Regions from separate parts of the Gossypium hirsutum genome. Here region 1 is linked to region 2. A link is a contact called in public Hi-C data. All regions are on one chromosome and are shown on one strand. The core of a region is the stretch at or near the end of the contact, and the rest is flanking DNA. Distances in the headings are between cores, read along the strand shown.

Region 1 (4,983 bases), core at 2,131-4,630, 800 kb after region 2:
TTGAATCGAGTCAAATTGGATGAAAAAATTTTGAGTGAGTTGAGTTGATGAGTCTCATTTCAACATTGTAACTCGATTTGAAATTTTCAAATAGAGTAAAGGGAAATGAAATTCGAGTCAAGTTGATTAAGTGAAATTATTCGAGTTAAATTAAAATTTTATTACAGGGTAATTATTTCCATGTTAGAGCACATAAATTGAAACCACATATATTTTAAAACTCTTTCAAAAAAAATAAGAGAAAACTAAAAAACTTTAGAATGATAAACTTGAATTTGTTTAGGCCCTTAAAATTATTATTCTGATTTTTTTTAAAAATTAATTTTTCCATATATTCTTTAAATTTGTTTTAGAATTTTTAATTTTTTATATTTTAAAAAATATGAAATTTTGATTTTTTATAAATATTTTGAAATTTTGAAAATTATTTTGATTTATTTTTATTGAGAGAGACCAATTTGCTCATTTTCAAAATCAATAGGGAACAAAGGGGTAATTACATCAATCTGTTATTTGAATTATTTGAATTATTCGATTTGTAAAATTCAACTCAACTTGAACTTGAAAAAATGAATTACTTATTCGAGTTGACTCGAATAACTCAAATAACTCAATTCAATTAACTCAAAATTTGAAAAAAAAATGATTTTGTCAAGTTGAATCGAGTTTTGCTCACCCCTAACTAAGTGCTTGTCTGATAACCTTGTTATAAGCGTGTTACCCTCATAAGATATCACTAATTTCTTTGGGATAAAATTTATTCTCCCAATATGGACTTATTTTATCTCATAGTTCCATTACATCTTCCGATATGAAAAAGTTAATTACTAATATATAGTAATTAAATCATTTGTCTTATGACAAATGACCCATGACCACATTCCTTTTTCATCAATATGTAATATCAATGAGAGAATATCATTTACCCTTTACTGGGCTATGAATTTCACTGTTGTGGAATGATGCTACATCATGCAGAAGTCATATACCTAACTTACCAGGTTTCAGTTATTTATATATTTGAACTTGAACTTACATTTATATCAAAGTATACGAGTCACACATACATGATTCATCATCCACTTAGGAATAAGGTATGTCATACTATAAACATCACAAGTGAATAAATTCATAAACGGATTTAGGATAAATTCAACTTGGGTCCTGTCTAATGTATTTTCAGTCGAGATAATAACATCTGTCTCTATCTTTTAAGAGTTATCCGCTCTGATACCTAAGATAAGACATCTCCCTAATCGGACTTAATAGACGACATAATAGTCTTTCAATCGATTTTCTCAGTTTCAATTAGGCTATGTATTGTTTAGATTATCTACTAATATAAGTTGTCTTCCACATTATGATTCAACTAATATTAGTTAAACATTAAATGAGTCAATATTTATTTACATTTTGCTTTGCATGCAAAAACCATTAAAGGCATATATACAAATGATATTAATGTATAATGGAATTTCATCTAAATTAATCTATTCAAAAAATTACAATTATAAATGGATGAATATACTACACTAAGGGCACCAAAACCCAACAATATGATCATATGTAATTAATAGTAAAAATTAGAAATTTTAAAGATAATTTAATTAATAGTGATGAAGTATAGATAAAATAAGTTAATTAAATTTTTTGTACTTACATTTTCATCTAATATTATGAATCCAATGCCAATGAATTCATTATTTTGTCGCACATTAACCGCATGTTATATTCTAATGATGCGAACCTTCAATTTCCAAATCTCGCCTACAGCTGCAAGTTAGGGAATGACGTTGTAGCTCTGCATCATATCCTTTGAAAAAAAATAAAAAAAAATATTAAAATAGTCATATGACTAATTAATTGATATGTCCATACATGACAACCAAACTCCAACATGACTTTTATTTATGATCATTGCAAAACATATCTTGATGGGAAACCATCTTCGTGAATGGTCATTTTATATAAGATGGACAAATTTGCATTTGAATAAAAAATTGTTAACCAATATGAGTCTGCTTCAATCAATGGTGAGCCCAATTTTGTTACAATCAACCTAGTGTCCAAGACTTTGGTTTATATTTATAAGAAGCATAATCGAAACACCAACTTTCAACTGAATTTTATGGTTGGGAATTCCGATGAATTTCAAAGAGTTTTAAGAATTTAGGAGGATATAATACAAATTGTTGTTCAAAATGAATATTATTAACCCTATCACCAACCTTATTTGACGGTGACAAAATAGTTCTATCCTTTATAGACGTCGAATTCTTGAAATTTCTTTCCAAATCGGGATAAGTGGATTCAACAATGTCACAAAATGAACCAGATCCATGTGGAATTATTTGTGACATATCATCCCCATCATGTTTGATAGATAGTAGGTAATCTACCATCACCAAATTAAACAGCCACTTATTGAAAGCAGAGATAGAAGAAGTTGTTGAATTCATATGAAATCGCATGTTTATGGTTAATTGGAAAAGGTCACAGTGATCCCATATTCTAGACTTGGTAATATAGAAGTTGAAATAATAACACTGCGCCTGCCCCAAGGAACATGTAATATTTGTCTGAAATCCCCTCCCAACAACATATTTACCCCATCAAATAGCTTATTTTCTGATGAATGATCATTGCATCGCAGAATATCCTACAACATGTACATCAGCCATTGGTGCTTCATCCCATTTAATCAGACTTGTCTTCCTTAGTAATCCAGCTAATGATGTACCTTACTTAACTTCGCAAGAAGAATTATTGCTTGATTTCAATGGGATCTTAAATGTTGAATGTGTTGTTCATCCACCATAATGCAACAATCTTACCCTCAGATCTTATTCGAGTAGTGACTGTCCTCCATAAATATGTTTTCCATGTGCCACCACTTGAATACAAAAAAGTGAAGCATCCAAAATTGTTATAAACAAAATTGATAACTGCATCGTATACGATCTTTGATCGACATTAAGACCATTACATAGTTCACTGTGTTTGTACTACCAACTCGTCCCTATCATAATTAATGAATTAACTTCATCATGATGTAGATTAGAGTTGTTATAATTAGTTAACTGTTGGTATTTGTTTCAAGACATGGGTGATTATGAACCTTGAAAACAAGAATATAGTAAATCAACTAAAATACTTAACAAAAAGTTACTCCACTCTACCAAACGTGGAGTTCAATTCTCATACTACTATTTATGCTCTTGAGTTTGTATCTTCGATTAAAAAATTACGGAAATGTTGTTCAATACGGGTGAGTTTCATTTGAGTGAGAACAAAATTTACCTTAAATTGAGATCGCACTGTAGGCCCAGTGCAATGGAGTTTCCGTAAATGATCCAACGAGTTTAAGCCCAAACCAGAATCCACCTCAATACTTCAGTAACAAATAAACCTATTCCAAGCTCATCGCTGATTTCTATATTGTTTGCTTTTATCTCCTGAACTTCAGTCTTCAGCTTCGACACAGAAACAATGGGTTATTCCAAGGATCAGCTGCTTGCTCGTTTAAAGGTTTCCTCTTTTTGATTTCTGGATAGCTTTTAGTTCTAATCTTTGTACAGTTAGTATCTAATTCGCAATATCCATTCAGTTTTTGGGAAATGATTCATTATTTAAACTACAATTGGGATTTGGGTTTTCATTATTTTTATTTAAATTCATTTATTTTCAGGGTAAGAATGGAGCAAATAAATTGCAAAACACAAATTAGGCTGTTACAATATGGTTTTCTCTGCTAAAATTATGAACTTTTATAGATATTTACACTATGAATTGGTGGAAATATTGTGAATTGTAACCAGTGGCCGATCTTGCCATTTGATTTTGGGGGCCAATTAGGAAACGAAGTATGTAGTTTGACCAATAGCTTAAAGCTGTGATCTTAAAGATGAAAATAGAAGAACACAAGGTGACAGATAACAATTTAAATTTATAATGCACAAAATTAAATTATAAACAAAATAAATAAATATAAATATATACAATTTAAATTTTTTTTGGGGGGGGGGGTTGGGGGTGGGGTAACAAGTTAATTTAGTTTAGCGCACACACTCACTCAAGGTGTTTCCAAAATGGCCCGTGACTCCCATGGCAATTCACCATTGATTGCAATCCTTCTAATTATATAGTTTTGATTCAGCACTATTTCTCTGTTTGTATCTGGTTATGATTGAATTCAAGAATTTATGGCCTTGCTTCAGTTTATGGTTGCTTTTCTTCTTTTGCATCTCTAGTGACTGGTATGTGCATTGGATTTTTTTCAGGAGCTTCAAATTGATTTTTCCCAGTATGAACATCCTGTTGTTTTGACTGTCGAAGCTCAGGTAAAAGAAGAGTGCTAAACTTAGCCGATGAGTCCCTTTTGAGTAAACAAACTCATGCATTTCATGGATTCTAAAATTTTTCTTCTCATCAGGCAAAATATGTTGGGAATGTGGGAGGTGCACTGAGTAAAAATCTGTTCTTGAAGGTATACACCGAATGAAAATTGGCATTGTTTCTGAGGATTATTCGAAACTTTCTGAGTGATTGCAAATGTTTATCCATGCAGGACAAAAAACATAGGTACTATGTTGTGTCTGCCCTTGCAGATACGAAAGTAGATATGAAAGGAACATACTTTCTTTCCTGCTTTATTTTTTGTATAATGCATGGAAATAGTTTATTGGTCTCATATGTTGGTCTCAATATGGAAATTTTGAAGTAACTTTGAGAGGTTAATGTGAGTTTCATGTGGCTTTCAAAGCTGTGCAGTTTTATCTCAGAGGCTTGGTTTAGGAAAAGGTGGTCTAAGAATGGCTCCAGAAGAGGCATTGGGTGAGATACTTAAGGTGGGCAAATATATAAGTTTTTTTACACTTGTTTGTTATCAAATTTTTGGAGGTCATGTTATTATTAATGGATTTAGTTAAAGAAAAAATGACAAGCTACTTCTTTTCTTAGAAGATAAATAAATTTGGTAATCAA
Region 2 (5,085 bases), core at 944-3,443:
ACATTTAGGGTTAAAACAAAGATATCAAACATCAAGAGTTACACAAACTTAATAAGAGGATGACATCTCAAAATAAACTTGCCTGTATGACAAAAATAAATTGCTCCAGAACAATAGTAAACTAATATATTAATTTTCCAAGTTAAAAACCTAAAAGTAACCGACTTTTATCTTCAGCCAAAAAGTGACACTGAAGCCAAGAACAACCATTTAGGAAACCTCAAAAGAAAATTTGCTTACTGTCCAACATTCATTATCATTAGCTCTTAAATCTAATCAACATAACACAAAAGGTTGACTTAAATGATGCATATAACTATCTTAAAGTAAACCACGCTAACCTCCACATTTAATCCAGAGACTGAATATATATAATTTAGGCATTTGGCTCAAATAATGTTTCTTTCAAACAAGTGGCAAACAACTGTGACTATAAACAGATGACAATTTTCAAAAACCTCCTTAAGTATTCATTGGCGATAATCAAAGTTCATTTAGCTTTCATGCCATTATTAAGTATCCCCACATTAATTAATCAAAACTACAATTATCCTCACAGCAGTAGTCTATCTCAGTCAAAGCTCCAATCACCAACTTATAATTATTCAAAATAACAGTAAATAGCAATACATCTCTCTATCTCTTTCTTTTTCCTAAATCCTGTCCACCTACTGATATACATTCCTGCATTGAAGTTTAACCGTTACTTATTATTCTTAATCCTGATCTCTACTAAATATGGGCAAGCGCAGGGACTATCTACCCCAAGCCCAGACATATTCCAAATAATTAATAATTTTGAAGAATCTTCACTGATAAAAGTATACTATAGAGGCTGAACAAAAAAACAAAAAGGGCCAAAAAAGAAAATATTTCTTACGATACTTACATCATGTGGCTGGAGATTTTAACCATGTGAGCAAGTTGGATTAGAAATAAATATTCGAGTTCTAGTAGTTTGGAACACTGCATATATCTAGCAATCATTTAAAGTCAGAAAACTGATCAACCGTTTTCAAGAAAAAGTTAACTGTTAGCATGCCATAAATGCTACTTGTGCCCATCAAGATTTCAATTCTGTCACGTATTTAAACACTTCTAAAACCTTTTCACACCAGCAACAATAGAGAGAGGATTCCTAAAACTTCCCAACTGTTCTCTTCATGTATTTCACGATTCTCGAGTTGGAGCTTGACACGAAACAGGGTCTCTCATAAAAATTTATAATATTAATACAAATGTATATCTAGACATGAAAAACTAAATAAACCCCCCAAACAGCACCGTTAGCTTTAAAGACAAAGTAGTTGAAGTTGTTTATCAGTAACCAAATAAAGCCATCAAATCTATTTTATGAATATTCTAATCTGGAGACTGGTCAATAATTAATAACAAAGTTTTAATAATTTAAAATTGAAATTCAGATTCATTCAGTAACCAAGTCCAACAGTAAAGTTTTTATGATTAGATATAATTAAATGCCAATCAAGAATTGTCCAGAGCTGACTTACAGCCGCCTATAGACTTTGTACTAAACAACTAATGCTACGTGAAATAACTTCATTGAATTCTACTTCTCATCCATTTTAAAATTTAATTAACTAAAAAACAAATCCAAAATCAATTTTTTTTTAAAAAGAAAGAATAACAGGAAAATAAAATTTCAAAATTAAAAAGAAATCAAAAGATTTGACCTCATAGATGGAGGATTCGAGTTCCGGCTTGGAAAGATCATCGTGAAGAGCAGCAACGATTTGCGGCTCCTTCTCTTCCATCATCTTCACCATGGCATTCAACTGAGTCAACCTCCATTCGTAGCTTTTAGTCTTTCCGGTTGCGAAGCTAGCTCTCAACTCCTTCACCAACTCCTTTGCCGACTCCGTACAAAAAACCGGCTTGTTCTCCACTTCGCTCGTCATTATCGTCCAAATAATCAATCAAATACGCTCCAACTATGAATCTTAAAAAAGGAACCGCAGAGAACAAGAAAACAAAATGAGGATTTTGAATTGATTGGACTCTGCCGGCGTTGATAATGATGATGTCTTACGTCACCTTTTCTTTTTCCTGCCAATATACTCAAAAACAACGAAACTGCGTATGATCGTAAATAGATCTATAGCACAAGAGCCCGTGACCCGGGCCATACCTCTGGCGTTTTCCTCAGCTGTGATCTATTAAGGTAAACCTTCACCTTCTGATGGGGGACCTATACAACCGATTAAAAAGATAAATTAATTTTTCTTTTTAACTTTGGACTTTTAGATTTAATTTTGAATTTAAAAATGTAAATAAATCATACCTGGAATGTTAAGTTGACGTGAATTTCAATATAGTTCTTGTCTTTATAAGAAAGCAAGATTTAAAAATATAAAAAAGAAAATTAATGGTAAATTCCATCTTTAGTTAAATAATTATTAGTGTATTTTTCTTTCGGTAACTAAGTTATAAAGACTTTCAATTTCACCGTTAATATTTAATATTTTCCATCTGGTTTTGTTCTGATGTAAAATGTTTTTGGATATGATGATATCATATTTCATAATTATTATAATAATATATTTAGTTTTCAATATTTACATATTTTAACAATTTAATTTTAATTTTAAATAAATATTACATTAAGCTAAAAAAAATTCAATTTCATCAATAATTATATCATATCATATCATATATTATATATTTTTTGAAGAAATATCATATATTATATTAAAAGGTCTTCAAAAATAATTTTATGTCGCGTGTTTAAAATGATGACAAGTCGATAGTGTCTTTATTGGACACGTAAGCATTTTATTTATAACACCCCAATATCCGACCCTATCGTCAGGCCTGAGTTACAAAGTGTTACATTTGTTGCCAGAGCAACTACAATCAATAACATCCAATTAATGTCAATATACCTTTAAATACAAGTAATTCATGCTAATTAAACAATGCATTATCATTTTCGGGCCTTAGACGAGCCTACAAAAGCTCTTTATTAACTCGAGATTGAAATGGATCAAATTGTAAATGATACAAAATTTTGAATTGATGTCGCGACTTTGGGGAGCTCCTCATCGGGACGTGACTTTCTGACTAGGGTTCGTTTGTAATACCCTATACTTGACCCGATTGCTGGGTTTGAGCTACAGTGTGCCACATTCGTTGCCGGAGCAACTACGATCAAATTAAATACAAATTCACGTCATCAAGCTATTATTCATAAGAATTATAAACAAACAATACAATAGAGAATCATTCTTGGGTCCTAAACGAGCTCACGAAAGCTTTTAATTTAACTCGAGATCAAATCAGGACTGAATTGTAAAATTTTTAAAATACGGGGTTGATGTCGTGACGTCATCATTACCATATCGTAACGTCACCAAACAATTTATCATGTCACAACGTCAGTCTCCGCGACGTCACTCACTGTTTGGCCTTGTTGAGACGACAGTGTTTCTCGTCTCAACGTGACATTATAAGCCATTTCTTGTCGCGACGACATGCATGTGATGTCACGATGTCACATACTATTTCTGCAATACCAACTCACAACTTGTGTTTTTAAGATACACCAATGCATATTCAATTTAACCTTATTATTTTCTTCTTTTTGACCAAATGTACAGTAAAAATAGGTTCCATAATAAGCCATAAAACTTTCAATTCATATCAACATCATGTTCTAACTACCTAATACTTCCAATCATCCATTCATTCTCACTAACTTACCTAGTATTCTTATTATTCTAGATGCAAACCTATACATATTCATTCTTCACTTTATAATTAAGCTGCCATTTCATGTATCATTCCCTAACAGCACCATAGCAAATCTAAATTGCATATCATGACATATGACATATAAACCATTTATTAAGTTCATTCATACATTTCATTCAAGGTACCATTACATATCTCATGCCTTAATCAGACTATGAGAATTCTAAGTTGTATACAGATAAAGGCATATACACATCAACCACATATATCATTTTTAAAACATCAAAATGCAATATTTAATTATAAATACTATTCTATCCCAACAAAACTTAACCTATTAGGTGCATGCCAACTATAAACATAAAAGATGCACAAACATTGCTAAGTCGGGTTTAAATTCTGGATGCTGAGAAGACCTTATCATGATCTACTATGAATCTAAGTTACTTACGCATAAAAAAAACAAAACCTTATGCTGAGCAAATCGCTTAATGGTAATTTTATGATTCAAGATATTGGATTACAAGTATAAGCTAATATGAATTTATTCAATTCAAAATCAAAGCATGAGTATTACTTTGAACAATTCCATACTTCAAATGCCAATTCAAAGCAATTATACCTATATTCATGTTAACATAGAATCCATTGTATATGTATATGCAAATTAATACAACATTTATCATCCAATTCATAAACAAACTAGTTTAATATTCAACCTCATCAATTAAGTAAATATATCCCTTTCATATTGATGTTTCAACTGTTTTTAAGCTTAATGGCTCTTTTATACATGCTCGGACCCCAGGGCTCATTTTCAAATCAAATGAAATAATATCACATTTCATAATTCCATCACATTTCATTACTTTACCCGTTTAACAATTCTTGTGTTTATAACCCCATTAACTTGACACGGGCTCGGTATGGATAGACAGATCCATTACCCCGGTTGCTTGGCAACAATGACGTTATAATGATATATAATATCATTTCAGATTGCCCGACAACAATGGTTTCCTCAACTAAAGAAATTTGTCACCCCAGGTTGCCCAGTAACAATGACTCAATGTATAATGTCTATCACCTCAGATTGCCCGACAACGATGGCTTTACTCAATACTTTGATCCTATGGCATGCCAACTATATTCGACATAGTCCGAATAGCTAATAGGGTAATCAAATTTCAAATTTCATATACAATTCCATTTATGCTTTATCATACAACATTCATTAACAATTCATCAGTTTAATACATAATTTATCATGTTCCAACAAAATCTCATATCAATTGCATATATCCAATAAGTCACGAAATTCTCTATTCTAGTCAATTTAGTCCCTGTTTCAATATTCGATCTGAATCGCATCAT

Evidence for each region. Hi-C and Micro-C count contacts between places; a contact is called where the count stands out from the background.
Region 1: a Hi-C map of leaf shows a contact between it and region 2, with 2.5 times the contacts expected there. The contact joins the promoter of LOC107951451 here to the promoter of LOC107952035 in region 2. A contact is called at or near these places in 2 of 34 Hi-C or Micro-C datasets (both in leaf).

Annotation. Positions count from the first base shown.
Region 1 is chrA02:15,107,918-15,112,900 of Gossypium_hirsutum_v2.1, forward strand. LOC107951451 (prolyl-tRNA synthetase associated domain-containing protein 1) reads left to right here and starts at 3,381. Exons shown (of 12, transcript XM_016886515.2): 1 at 3,381-3,528; 2 at 4,281-4,340; 3 at 4,433-4,486; 4 at 4,568-4,581; 5 at 4,763-4,847. The coding sequence starts at 3,490.
Region 2 is chrA02:14,306,433-14,311,517 of Gossypium_hirsutum_v2.1, forward strand. It overlaps LOC107952035 (aldehyde dehydrogenase family 3 member H1), which reads right to left and starts at 2,194. Exons shown (of 10, transcript XM_016887275.2): 1 at 1,695-2,194. The coding sequence starts at 1,919.